Regions from separate parts of the Sus scrofa genome. Here region 2 is linked to region 1. The links are chromatin contacts, called in public Hi-C maps. All regions are on one chromosome and are shown on one strand. The core of a region is the stretch at or near the end of the contact, and the rest is flanking DNA. Distances in the headings are between cores, read along the strand shown.

Region 1 (6,460 bases), core at 1,553-4,052:
CCCGCGGGTCAGCAGGATAGCAGTAAGACGTCACCGTTGCAGTTAGGCATGCCTGGCCTGAATCCTGGCTCCGCTTACCGGCCGTGTGACCTAGGGCGCTTCCCTTCCCTTCTGGGGTGGATTCATCTATGAAGGGAGATTATAGTGGTACCTACCCCCCTGGGTGCGGGCATATATTTAAAGCGCTCAGCATGGTGCATGATGACGTATAAATGACGGCTCTTCACGGCAGTTGGATGCGCAGATCTGATACTCAGGAGACAACACTAGTTGAGAGAGAGAGAGTTAGGATTTGATTGAAAAGAGCAGAGATCCTCAGAGAGCCTGGGGCCACCAGTGTTTAAAGGTCTTCGTGGGAAAGGTGCCCAGCAGAGAATGAAGGGAAAGCGTCAGACAAGAACCAGGCGCTTCTGGCGTCGCAGAGGTCAGAGTTTGGGGAAGAAAGTAGCACGTCACGGCGTGAGATCATGTCAAGTGAGAAAGGAAAGGCGCCTCTTGGATTTGCTGCTTAGGAGGCCACGGGGATCTTTTCCAGGCCTTTCCAGCGAAGAGGCGGCAAGGGGGGTGATTGCAGAGGATCCAAGAGCAGAGAGAGAAGGAAGTAGAGACAAGTGCTGACGCGTGGAATTTGGTTGTTCCAGTCGGGTGGGGAGTGGGAGAGAACGGCAGCCGGAGGAAAGTACAGGCTGGAAGGAGGGGGTGTTCTCTTCTGTTTTGTTTGTTTATTTATTTTTTTATTTCGCTTTCTAGGGCTGCTCCCGCAGCATATGGAGGGCCACCAGGCCAGGGGTCCGTCGGCGCTACAGCTGCTGGCCTACGCCACAGCCACAGCCACGCGGGATCTGAGCTGAGTCTGCGACCTACACCACAGCTCATGGCCATGCCGGATCCTCAACCCACGGAGCGAGGCCAGGGATCGAACCCGCAACCTCTTGGTTCCTGGTCGGATTCGTTTCCGCTGCGCCACCGTGGGATGTCCGGTTTTGTCTTTCAAGCTAGAGACTTCAGCAGGGTCCGGAGGAGCCGTGGGGAAGCAGAGTTTGAAAATAAGGGAAAGAAAAGGAAGCCAGATGGCGTAAAGTCCCTAAATTGACAGGAGAGCGTTGGCTCAAGAAACAGATTGAGGAACTCTTGGAGCAGGAGCGGGTCTCTTCTCCTTTGGGACCAGGATGGAAGTGAAGACACAGATAAACTCTCCCGGGGCCGGGGGGCTTTGACGTCTCTCTGAGGTGGCAGGAGGTGATGCTGCCGTAAGGGAGGGGCCGACAGAGCAGCAGGAGGAGGAGGGAGGCCCTGATGACCCGCTGGGTGGGGCGTGGCGGGTTTTGATGTGCAAACCTACGCAACTGCAGTTTTCTCTCTTTGGGATCCACTGGGTTCCCACATGGGATCTGGGTATAGAGCTTGTGATCCTAGTTGGGGTTTTCAGGTGGAAGCAGAAAAAGGAAAGAGGGCTAGGAAGCTGAGAATAACATGGATGAAGCTGCTTTAACACGGGGTTCGGGCTGGCTTGCGAAAGGAGGGCTTGGGGGACGTGGATCGATTCGAAAGGAGCCAAGGTTCAAGGCCTGGGAGCCTTAACGAGGTCAAAGAGCAGCAGCAGGAGAAGGACGGAAGGAACTTTAAAAAGGGTCACAATTGTGTGTAATCGGGGACGTGGCAGTTGAAATTGCCAAGAGGAAGTGGTTCCATCCTGGTGAAGCCAAGGGCCAATGCGCAGCCAGCAGGTAAGTGTGTGGATGAAATTCCTGGAGATGAGGGTTCGGGAGTCTAGGGGCCAGGGTATTAAGTCTACCATCTAGCGTATATCTGCACAGCTTCTGTAAAGGGCTAGCTGGTAAATATTTTGAGCTTTATGGGCCATGTGGTTGTCACAGCTACCCTGCTGCACTCGTGTAGCGTGGAAACAGACACAGACAATACAAAACTGAATGGAGGTGGTTGTGTTCCAGTAAAACCTCATTTACAAAAACAGGTGAGGAGTTCCTGTCATGGCTCAGTGGTAATGAACCCGACTGGTATCCACGAGGTTCGATCCCTGGCCTCGCTTAGTGGGTTAAGGATCCCGCATTGCATGAGCTGTGGTGTAGGTCGCAGATGTGGCTCAGATCTGACGTTGCTTTGGCTGTGGCGTAGGCCAGCAGCTACAGCTCCTATTTAACCCCTCACCTGGGAACCTCCATATGCTGCCAGTGCAGCCCCCAAAAGACAAGAATTAGGTGATAGGCTAGAGTTGGGCACAGGTAGTTTGCCAGTCTCTGGATAAGCAGCATTGGCATCACCAGGGAGCCTGTTAGAAACGCAAAATCCCAGGCCACACCCCAGATCTGCGGGTTATAATAAAATCCCCAGGTGTTTTGTCTGCACCCTAAAGTTCGAGGAGCACTTTGGTTAAACACTGCAGTCTCAAGATGATGACAAGAATCCAGGGAACCAGTGGCCAAAATCTTGAGTGAACGGGGGCAGGCTGGCATTGACGTGGAACAGGAAGGGTGTGCTGGGCTTCAGACCGAAGAAGGACTCAGGGCAGGAAAGCCGCCCAGCCGTGGCCTGTGTTGGGAGGACGCTGGCCCACTTCCCACTGTGCGCCGGGCATGGCAGCAGCCGCGCAGCCCTGTCTTTTGTTGTACGTGCTTCTCTGGTGGCTCCTTTGGAGCTGGGTCTCTAAGCGCTCCCTTTCTTCAGGTGGGAGGAGTTTACTCTTACGACTGCAGTTTTGGCCACGTGCCCAATGTGGAATTGATGAAATTCATCGCAATGGCAACCTTTGGCTCCTACCTGTCCACTTGTCCTGAGCCCGAGCCCGGCAACCTGGGTCTGACTGTTTACCACCGGGCCTTTCTCCTCTACTCCTTCCTGCGCAGTGGGGAAGCCCTGAACCCTGAATATTACTGCGGTGAGGGGCGGCCTGGGGGAGGTGGGGGAGTGCAGCCGGGCCCAGAGATGATGCGGGACTCCACCTGGGGCTGGGGTCCCAGGGGACGGAGAGTCTAACCGGGGCTGTGGGCTCGGGCGCTGTTCCTTCCCGTGATTGATTCAGCCTGCCCCCCCACCGCATCCCCACCCCCATCAGCTAACCGACAGGCGCTTCCCCTCCCCCGTCCTCACTGCTCCTCTAGGCTCTCAGCACCGCCTGTTTAACGAGCACCTGGTCTCCGCGAGCAGCAACCCCGCCCTGGCCCTGCGCCGCAAGAAGCACACTGAGAAGGAGGTGGCGGCTGACTTGGTCAGCACCGTGTCGGTGCGGCTTCGAGAGGGCTACAGCGTCCGAGAGGTCGCGCTGACCAAAGGTGGGGGTCGCTGGCCCTGTTGTATCCCCTGAGTCTGAGCAGAGCGGAAGACACTCCTGCCCCGTGCATGAAAGCGTGTCACAGTGACAGATGCTGCTGCCATCTGACACAAGTGGGTTCTGAGCTGCCCTCAGGGCTCAGGTCTCTTAGCATTCAGCTTCCCGAGTCCGTCTCCCTGTGCCCAGGATGAGTCAGCTGAGGGGTTGTGGTCCCGAACTTGGCTTTGCATTCGGATCCCCCTGCACACTTCAGAGTGTGTCAGTTGGCAGACTCTGGGCATGAACCCTGTGGAACCATGCTGGGAACCTTTGGCCGGGCTAGAGTTCCCTGAGGCTGATGCAGCTTGGGGCAGGCCTCAGCCCCTAACCAGCCCCCTGCTTTCCCCGAAGGAGGGTCCCAGCTGGAGGTGAAGCTGGTGCTGCTGTGGAAACACAACATGCGCATCGAGTACGTGGCTGTGGCGCCCTGGCCCCTGGAACCCGAGGGCCCTCGCGTCACCCGCGTGGAAGTGACTATGGAAGGCGGCTATGACATCCTGCATGACGTGTCCTGTGCCCTGAGGCAACCCATCCGCTCGCTGTATCGGACCCACGTGATCCGGCGGTTCTGGAACACACTGCAGAGGTGAGTGAGGGCGCCGCTCGGTGAGGGGAGCCCCGTCTCGTGTGCAGAGGGACCACGTGCAGTGCAGGCCGGGCAGAGTCACCCTGAGCACCAGGCTTATGTCCGGGTCCCATGCGCCCCCGGGGCTCCCCTCCGCTGCGCCCACCCGTGTGTGGCATGGCTCAGGGCTGGCCTTTGCTGCAGCATTAACCAGACGGACCAGATGCTCGCCCACCTGCAGTCCTTCTCCTCGGTCCCGGAGCACTTCACGCTCCCCGACAGCACCAAGAGCGGCGTGCCTCTCTTCTACATCCCGCCCGGCTCCACCACCCCGGTGAGCGGCTCTGACGCGCCTTCTCTGCACCTTGTGCCCCCTGGAGTTGGAGTGGCACCACGTCCGGAGCCCAGAACCACAGGGCTTCTGAGGGGATTCCTTTTCCTCCCTCTTCACTCTGAGGCCCCAAGCTAGGACCCTGAGCTTTAGCCTTGGAAGCCCCTCGCACCTCTGCACCCCGGCAGCGAGAGGCTCCTCAGCAGGCCGCGGGTGTCAGAGGTGAAGACGTGCAGAGCATCAGGTGGTGTCTCCCAGCCAACCGTGAGCCCCCGGCCTGCTCTCCGCATGGCACACCATGAGCCATTTCCCACCACTGCCCACCGCCGAGGACTGGGCACCTCCCGGAGACCCTGGCTCCCTTTGTCCCGTGCCTTTTCCACGCCCAGCCCCAGCAGGCGCTTCTGCGAGCGTACAATGTTCTCGTCCTGAGGTCCCGCCGTCACCCAGTAGCTTTCCTCCTAAGTCAGTGCTGGACGCCGGGCAAGTTCCATCCTTTGCCTGGATTCAGCTTTAAAGGGCCACCCAGCCTGTCCCTGGGCTCATTCATTCTCCCTAGGCTTCATTTCGGAGGCAGTTTTTGCCTCCGTCCCAGGCTGGACCGTGGGTTTCTTTAGCCTTATACCACTGCCATCTCTAACCCCCGAACCCTGTGGTTCTCTTGCTGTTCGGGGGTTATTTATTTATTTATTTTCTTTTTTAGGGCCGCACCCGCAGCGTATGGACGTTCCCAGGCTAGGGGTCTAATCGGAGCTAAGCCACCGGCCTACACCTCAGCCACAGCCACGCCAGATCCAAGCCGTGTCTGCGACCTACACCATAGCTCACGGCAACACTGGACCCTGAACCCGCTGAGCGAGGCCAGGGATAGAACCCGCAACCCCATGGCTCCTAGTCAGATTCCTTTCCGCTGCGCCACAGCAGGAAGTCCCGTTCGGGGGTTATTCACGAATACACCCATAGGGCCATCCTTCCTGTCCCCAGGTGCTGAGCCTTCAGCACAGTGGTTCCGACTCCTCCCACGCCCAGTTTGCGGCCTACTGGAAGCCAGTGCTCTCCATGGATGCCAACTCATGGCAGCGCTGGCTGCACATGCATCGCCTGGTGCTAATCCTGGAGCACGACACGTGGGTTTTCTCCTCGGGCCGTCGTCGGGGTGGAGGAGCGCGAGTGAGGGGGAGGAGGCGGCGACGCCCCGAGCGACCTGGGGCCGGACAAACTCCGACCCTTTCCTCCCGCTCATCAGCCCCCACGTCCTCGGGCGGGTTCTTGAAGGGGGAGGCGGCCTCTGTTCTTCGCCCCCGTGGCGGGGCCTGGCGGGGAGGGCTGGCTCAGGGCGCGCCCTCTTCCCAGGCCGACCCCCAAGCACCTGCACACCCCGGGCAGCAACGGCCGCTACAGCACGGTCCAGTGCAGGATCTCGCACTCCTCGCTGACCTCCCTGCTCCGCGACTGGAGCAGCTTCGTGCTCGTCGAGGGCTACTCCTATGTGAAGCTGCTGTCCAGGTGGGCAGGTGCTGTCCCCTCGTCCCAGACCCGCCCTCCTCCTCCTCCCGTCGGCGCCCAGCCAGGGCTGCGCCTGACGCCGGTCTCTCCCCAGGGGCCCAGAGCAGCCCCCCTCCTCCTTCTACATGATCCGCATCATTTCCAAGGCCCCCTGCATGGTGCTCCGCCTGGGCTTCCCCATCGGCACGCCCGCACAGGCTCGGCACAAGGTGAGCCGGCCCCGACGCGCTCCCAGGCCACGCAGCCTTGGGGCGCCCACTGGCTCCTTCCCCGCAGACCCCCAGGGGCTGGGGCCCGTAGAGAGGAGCCTCTAGATCAAGCGAGGCTCGGGGTGGAAGGCCCTCTCCTTGTCCATGGGCCCATTGTCCACCTCGTGGGAGGCGGGAGCAGGAGAGTCTGGTGCGATTTTCCCCTCAGATCGTCTCAGACTTGCAGGAGGAAATCCTGCGCCTGCGTTTCCCCCACCGGGTACAAAGCAAGGAGCCGACGCCCAAGGTGAAACGGAAAGGGCTGGGGGGCGCCGGCGGGGGCAGCTCTCCCTCCAAGTCGCCCCCCATGCTGGGGCCACAGCAGGCCCTGTCTGACCGGCCCTGCCTTGTGGTCGTGCATAAGCCCCTGGACAAGCTGCTCATCAGGTTGGTAGAGAGGGTGGGAGGGGGCCAGGAGCGCATGGGGGGCTGTGGCTGCGCTGGGTAGGAGTAGAGACCGACTGGGAACCACCCCCGTTGCC
Region 2 (6,774 bases), core at 2,139-4,638, 160 kb before region 1:
CAGCTTTCCCCAGAGCTTTCTCTTCGACTCTCTCCTCTGACCTCCCAGAGCTCATCCTGGGGGTGACCATGGCCCAGAGCCCCACCGAGGGGCCTCTCTAGGCATTTCCATGCCCGCTCTTTCCCCACCAGCGCCCATTCATTTCTGCCCCATCTCACTTCACCAGGCACCTGTTTCTTTTTTCTATCCCATCTTCCGCCAAAGCACCCTTGTGTCCTGCCCCATGCCTTTCCTTGACCCCTGTCCACTCTGGACCTTCATCCACGTGACTTCAGCTCTCTGGGTCACTCTCTGCCTTCTCCTCTCCTCTGTCTCCAACGCTCCTCTCACCGTCCTTTGTTTGGCTGCTTTTTATTCTGCAACGTGAATCGCATGGTCCCTGCCAGCCGCCTTTTCTCCTCCTCCACCTCCTCTGGCTTTTCTGGTGCCTCGGGTCCCTACTGTTATGGCTTGGGTCCGGAGCCAACCACATCCACCCTAAGAGCTGGCCTCCCTGTGATTTAATGAGCTCGCACGACCACCTCCCAGGAGACTGCAGAGGGCTGTTCCGAGAGCTCGACCCCATTACTGCTGCCTCCGCTTAAGCGCGTTATCCAGACTGCCAAGCGGAATTCTGCTGCCAACTTCTGCTTGGGTGTCAGTATCATCTGAGGCAATTAGAGAACATCGGAATCCCATTTATAAGGCACATACCTTTTTATGTTCGTATGCCTTTAATGCCATAATTAAAATGCTGGAATGGGGACGAGCTGCAGTTGGGTGGAAACAAACCAGTTCCAAACACAGATGGGCAGAGCACAGTGCAATTCAGGCCAGACCCAGGCATGGCGGGTCTCGTGCCACCTTATAACCAGCCCCTGCTTAGAAGCGGCCCACACCATCAGGCAACCCACGGCCCTGCTCCCGGGCCATGAAAGCAGTCAGAGACCCATAGAAGGAGTGGGTCCCATTGGTGGGACCGACCCTCAGGCACCAGCAGCTGATGCGCAGAGCCATCGCCAAGGGTCTGGAGCGTCCCCAAGTGTGGATAACCCTCAGGGGCACTGCAGTGCTGCAAGCTGGGCAGGGGGCCAGGGTGGCTACAGGAGTGGTTGTCAGCTGGTGACATTGCTGAGCTCTCATCTGTGACTTGCCACCAGAGCACAGACCTTGAGGGGTCCTGTGAGGGCTGGGTCCCTCTCTCCATGCCAAGCAGACACCCCGAAAGGAAAATGTCAAGCCTAGGAGAAGAAGGAAAAGGGAAGAGAGTGCAGAGGGTGCGAGCACGAGCTTCAGCATGAGGCTGTTCGGGGCAGGCAGAAGGTCCTCTTTTGCTCCCCCCAGACTCCAGAGGCCACATGCCCCCCCCCCCCGCTGCTGGGCCAGGGCTGAAGGGAGCAGAGACCCAAGCAGGGCCTCTTCCCAACCCTGCCACTCCCTGATGGCCGGCAGAGGCAGCCACCAACAGGGAGACCTCCCCGAGAGTCAGTGTGCTGCAGAGCCCTGTGGGTGCAGAGATGTGCCACAGGCAACTGCAGGGGCAAGAAGGGTCGGGAGGCAGGGCCCTGGGTCCCCACCCTCAAACAGGGTGCCCCTTTGTTTATTAAAGTGGGCTCTTGTAAGGTGGTTTTTGGAAGACTTAAAAAAAGAAAAACTTTCAAAGCCACTGTCCTGGATGGTAAAAATTGTTTCCTTAATTCTTTGATCTCAAGGGCCAGGCGAGGTGTCAGGGCAGGTGCAAAGAGCGCAGCCCTATCTCCCTACAGACCTGGTTTATCCTCCTGTCAGCCTGTGAAAGGGGAAGTAACAACTTCAGCAAGTTCCTGGGAGGATGGAAGGAGATAAGCAATGCAAGGCATCCGGCACCGGCCCTGTACAGAATAGATGCTCCAAAGAAATACTGTTTCCCTTCCCTTCTTCCAAGCTAAGGATTAATTCAAGAACCAAGGCAAGGAGTTCCCATTGCGGCACAGGGGTAATGAACCCGACTAGTATCCATGACGATGCAGGTTCAGTCTCTGGCCTCACCCCGTGGGTTAAGAATCCGTTTTTGCCATGAGCTGCAGCATAGGTCGCAGACGCAGCCCAGATTCCACGTTGCCGTGGCTGTGATATAGGCTGGCAGCTGTAGCTCTGATTCGATCCCCTAGCCTGGGAACTTCCGTACGCTACAGGTGCGGCTCTAAAAAGCAAAAAAACAAAAAGAACCAAGGGGAAATCCAGAGTAGGACAGCCTGGAAGGCCATCACAGCACAAGCCAGGGGTGTCCGCGGGCTGGGGACATGGGCATGGGGCCTGTATAGCTGATTCTGGACCCCCGGGCTGGTGGCCCGAGGCACCTGCTGCCTTGATATGCATTTGTGAGGAGCTGCATCTTCAGGTGCCAAGGCCCTGACTCTTAAGTCTCCAAAGGCCAAGAGAGGCTGGGGCAGACATGGCACCCGAGAGAAACTCATTAGAACACACAGAAAATAAGGTCACCGTCTCATTTGTATGCTCAGACAGGAGCGCTGGGCCTCCTCAGTCCTTCTCCAGCAAGCTTGCAGATAGGAAAATAAGAGCTGCCATGGAATGCAGACATCTAGGACACATACCTTCTTTGTTCAGGACATGTATTTTTCAGGCTTCTTCCATGCCAAGCTCTGAGCCTCCAAGGTGAATGTGGTTGCGCCTAGAGAGGCGGGCCTCGGTTAGAGGAGTGGCATTTGAGCCGGGCCTTAAAAGGTGGGTAGGAGGGCTGGGCGCCAGATGAGGAAGAGCCTTCAGACGGAGGGCACAACCGGAGAAGAGTCAGAGAAAAGAGAAGCCTGTGGTGTGTTCGAGGGCCCAGGAATCCACCAACCTAACTTTCCTGCAGAGCATGGGGTGGGGACGAAGGGCCCTCTGGACGGGCGGTTAGCTTGGGGTCATGTTGAAAGCGCTTTCTGTGTTGCACCAAGAAGCGTGCAGTTTCTCTTACAAACGGGTGCCACCCAAGGTTTCTTAAGTAGGTAGGGATGTTAGCTGCGCTGGAAAGGTTACCTGGATGGGCAAGGTGGAAAGGCCGGGAGGGAAGGCAGGTGGCAGGAAAGCCCTTCAGAATATGAGTCCCATGTTAAAGGGAGATGACAGGCCTTGGAAGGGAAAGTCGGGATGTCCACAGGCATTTCAGCATCGAGACGACGAGTGGGAGCCTCGGCTTGGATGGGAAAGAAAGGTGGAAGGGGGGCAGGAAGTGGTTCATCTGCGCAGTTAGGCAGGTAACGATCCCACCAACTGTGGGCTCCACAAAGATGCCCCTGATGTGGGGCTCCCAAGTTGTGGAAATAAATCTGGGGCCCCTCTCTTGCCGCACGAACAGTCCCTGCCAGGTTCTTAAAGGTGTCAATTCAAGGCAGGCCAGTAGGGGGTGCTATAGGCATTTCCTCGCTGTGCCCTCCTCCCTCCCAGAATGAAGTTCTGTCCGTGGGTGCCTGCCTGGGGCTTGCTGGCATTGCCCTTGACCAAAGGCAGTCTTGGACAGCTTGGCATGGCCTCTGTGCTCAGCAGGCTTTCTATAAAGCCTGACCTTGGCATCCTCGAGCCAGGCTCTCTCACTTACCCCAAGACCTGCCATTTGAGGAACCCAGGTCACAGCCCCCCTGCCACGGAGGAGCTGGGTGGGGGCCTGGAGGGTTGGAGGGGCGTTCGTAGGCCATGCTGACCAAGGACGGATCAGGAACAGAAAGCTTAGCACACTCGTTGCGTTCACTGAGCTTCACCTGACTACCCAAGGCACGTGCGCAGAGTTGGCCTCAGTGTGACCTCTGAAGCGCCCCAGAAAGCACTCTTAAGGGAGCCCCACCTGTACTTTTCAGGGGCTTCGGGGCCCTCATACTATGTGAGGTGTTGGGATGGAGGCGGCGTAAGGGGTGAGAGGCGAGAGCCTGGGGGTCAGCAGGCCGGGATCCCAGCTGTCCCTCCCCCCGTGGCCATGGTTTCCTCCTATGAAACTGAACCTAGTAAGCCCTTCTGCATAAGGTGGCGGTAGGGATGAAACGAGGTCACACATGCAAAATATTTGATGCAGGGCAGGAATCTCGCCAATCCTGGCGGTTATCGTCTCGTTATCATCACCATCCAGCCTTTGGCGCCTTGCTCCCTCCTGGCTCTGGGCCTGGAACCCTGTCCCCGTGCCCTGCCTCCACGGGGAGCCCTCCTCACCCTGGCCGGCACCCCCCTTCACACTCCCGTGGCCTCTCCCTGCCCTGGATCCAAGCTCGCCCTCCCATGTCTGGCACAGTAGGTGCCTGCTAGGCGTTCAGGGTCTGGCTCTCGGGTGATTTTTATGAACGAGCGAATGAACAGAACAGAGGAATCGGGCTGCATTGAGTCCTGGGCCTCAATCACACTCTCAGGCAGGTGAGGCGTGTTCCGGAGACCCGTTGAGGAGGCCAGCTTCACGGAGGTGCCCAGGGCTGCCGGTGGGGTCGGAAACAGGCATTCATATCAATGGCACCAGGAGCCAGAAGCCCCAGTCGTGGTGGCAGGGGCTCCCCTTGAGGCCACTACAGTCATGAAGGGGAGCGATGCTGGGAGCTGGTGAGGGCCAACGAGATTCAGTCCAGACCCAAAGTCCACAGGGTTGAGTGACGGAATGACCGACTGACCAGGAGGAAGCGTCTGAAGTGTTTCTGGAGAGAACTGGCTTTTTCAGTCACTCGTCTTATACGGATTACTGTCACTTTAGTGAATCAGGCAGGGAGTGAGGCAAAGTGACGCCAGCTCGGAGGAGTCGAGGGGGCCCCTGGTGAGCCCGTGGGCCCAGGGGGTCCCCGCAGCCCTCCCAAGACCTCCTGTCTGGTCTTCCCTGCTCAGCCCTTGGCCCCTGGTTGCTCATGTCCTCTTACTCAGCCTGGAATCCATGGCTTTCCTCATTCATTTGCTTTTCCCTTCCACAAATATTTACTGAGCCCTTCTTACAGGCCAGGCCGAGTCCAAGGTCTTAGAACGCAATGAATACGTATTTCACGGATCGAGTCGCGAAACAAAGTCAGAGAAGGTCAGGTGGGAGGAAACGGAGCCTGCGCACAGGAAATGTGGGAATTGCATCCCCAAGGCCTAGGTTGGTCACTAGGGTCAAAAATCAGGAGGAAAAGGTGACTTTATAGAAAAGTAGGTACAAAGCCTAGCCGGCGAACGAGCGGTTGGCAATAATTGGGCATTGCATCCAAGAGGGAACCACGTTTGTAAATGCAGGATGGGGAGGCTAAATGATAGACTGAAAATCGGAAGGTATGTCTGACCTGCTCAGATAAAGAGGCTCCAGGGGCAGGACTGTCGGGGTGTCCCCGTGCGTGTTCCCTAACAGAGGAGGCTTGTCGGTCTCGCTGACAGCAGGGCTCGGGATCCGCCTGTCCTCCGGCCCAGACTCCACCCCCGGGACTGCAGAGAGAGGCCCGCGTGGAAGCCCTGCTTGTTTCTGGCACAGGCCGGTCTTTGGTAGATGTAGCCCATGTCTGCCTCTGTCGCTGCTCCGACGCCCAGGGGCCCGGCTCCCGCCCCTGGCAGGGGCCTGCCACTCAGTGTCTCCTGGGAGCCGGTAGAAATTCAGCATCTCAGGAGCGGCTCCAGACCCACCGAGTCAGAAGTCACCTTGAACAGGCCCCTCGGGTGACTCATGTGCGCCGTTGTGTGAGAGCTGCTGGGGTGGACGCGCTGAGTTCTGAGGCCGTGGGCTCCAAGAACAGAGTGGCCTCTGGCGACAGGAGCGCCTCTGTGGGGCCTCCCTCGGGGCCTTGGGCTGAGTGTGAAAAGGCCAGCGAGGCAAGAGAGAAGAAACTGCTTGGTCCAGGGGCACAGAGCCCCTCCCCCTGGCGGGCAGCAGGCCCTGCCCCGCCCTCCTCTCTCTCTTCTCACCTCTCCTTGGTGGTCCAGAGCTGCCGCAGGCCACCCCACACACCAGCCAGGTCCTTTTGTGCCTTTCTCCCGCTGTTCCAGTCATCCGGGACCCCCTCCACCCTCTCCTTGGTACCTCCGTCAAGCCTCCGCCCGGAGGTCCGTCCCTAGGAATCCGTGCTGGTCACTTGCACAGGGCTAAGTGCCTCTCCTCCGTGCCCCACGCCCCCATCCCGGCAAGGTCGCCCCCTCCCTAAACGGTGCCCAGATCCCTCACTACAACCGCAGCTGCTCGGGAGCAGAGGCCACGTCTTCCTTTCGATAAATAGAGCTCGGGTCCAGGGCAGTGCCTGGCCCATGATAAGCCCTCAGTAAATGTTGGACGGATGGATATTTGCCGAACACTAACGAGAGAAGTGAACTTCCGATGGATGCAGTTAGTGTTAATTGTGCCTTTATTTCTCTGTGTTCCTCACTAAAAAGTGTGCTGCTGAGAGCGGAAGCCATGTCTTACTTCTGCCTGCATCCCAGAGAGGTCGCAGATACCATACAATATCATAAATATATATATAGTTCAGCAAATGAATGGGGGGAAGTGAATAAAGTATAGCACAGTACTTACGAGCTCAGAGCTTTGGAGCAAAACTGGGTCCGAACACTGGCTGTCACTTGCTAGCTGTGTAATTTGGGTAAGTGACATAACTTCTCTGTGCCTCAGTTTTCTCTTCTGTAATAGAATCTACCCATTGTGTTATTATGATGCCTCCGTGCTTTAGGTTCATAAAAAGTGCTTAGACTAGCATTATTGTTCCTGCTCATAGAAAGAGCCTGGATGGATGGGAGTGGTGCACGCTGTCTGTATCTTACCTTGCCAGAGTCTACCTGGAGGGAGGTCAGCTGGTACCTCGAGAGGCTGACCCATGAGCCAGGGGAAGGACT

What was found. Hi-C and Micro-C count contacts between places; a contact is called where the count stands out from the background.
Region 2: a Hi-C map of liver shows a contact between it and region 1, with 5 times the contacts expected there. The contact joins two enhancer-like sites. A contact is called at or near these places in 1 of 5 promoter capture datasets (fetal liver), 19 of 47 Hi-C or Micro-C datasets (alveolar macrophages, blood, embryonic fibroblasts and 9 more) and 2 of 2 datasets of contacts at active chromatin or transcription factors (alveolar macrophages and skeletal muscle).

The regions. Positions count from the first base shown.
Region 1 is chr6:167,838,048-167,844,507 of Sscrofa11.1, reverse strand. It overlaps SZT2 (protein SZT2), which reads left to right. Exons shown (of 72, transcript XR_002345235.1): 8 at 2,686-2,896; 9 at 3,120-3,290; 10 at 3,680-3,914; 11 at 4,098-4,227; 12 at 5,209-5,351; 13 at 5,578-5,730; 14 at 5,825-5,939; 15 at 6,148-6,365. Among named protein-coding and RNA genes, the nearest start is that of SZT2, 20 kb to the left of the region's middle. Within about 2 kb of position 2,802, at least 3 of the 83 cell types and tissues checked have an H3K27ac peak or open chromatin away from gene starts, as enhancers often do. A contact at or near this core is called in liver, where this site is marked.
Region 2 is chr6:167,994,180-168,000,953 of Sscrofa11.1, reverse strand. No RefSeq gene overlaps it. Among named protein-coding and RNA genes, the nearest start is that of TMEM125, 19 kb to the right of the region's middle. Within about 2 kb of position 3,388, at least 15 of the 83 cell types and tissues checked have an H3K27ac peak or open chromatin away from gene starts, as enhancers often do. A contact at or near this core is called in liver, where this site is marked.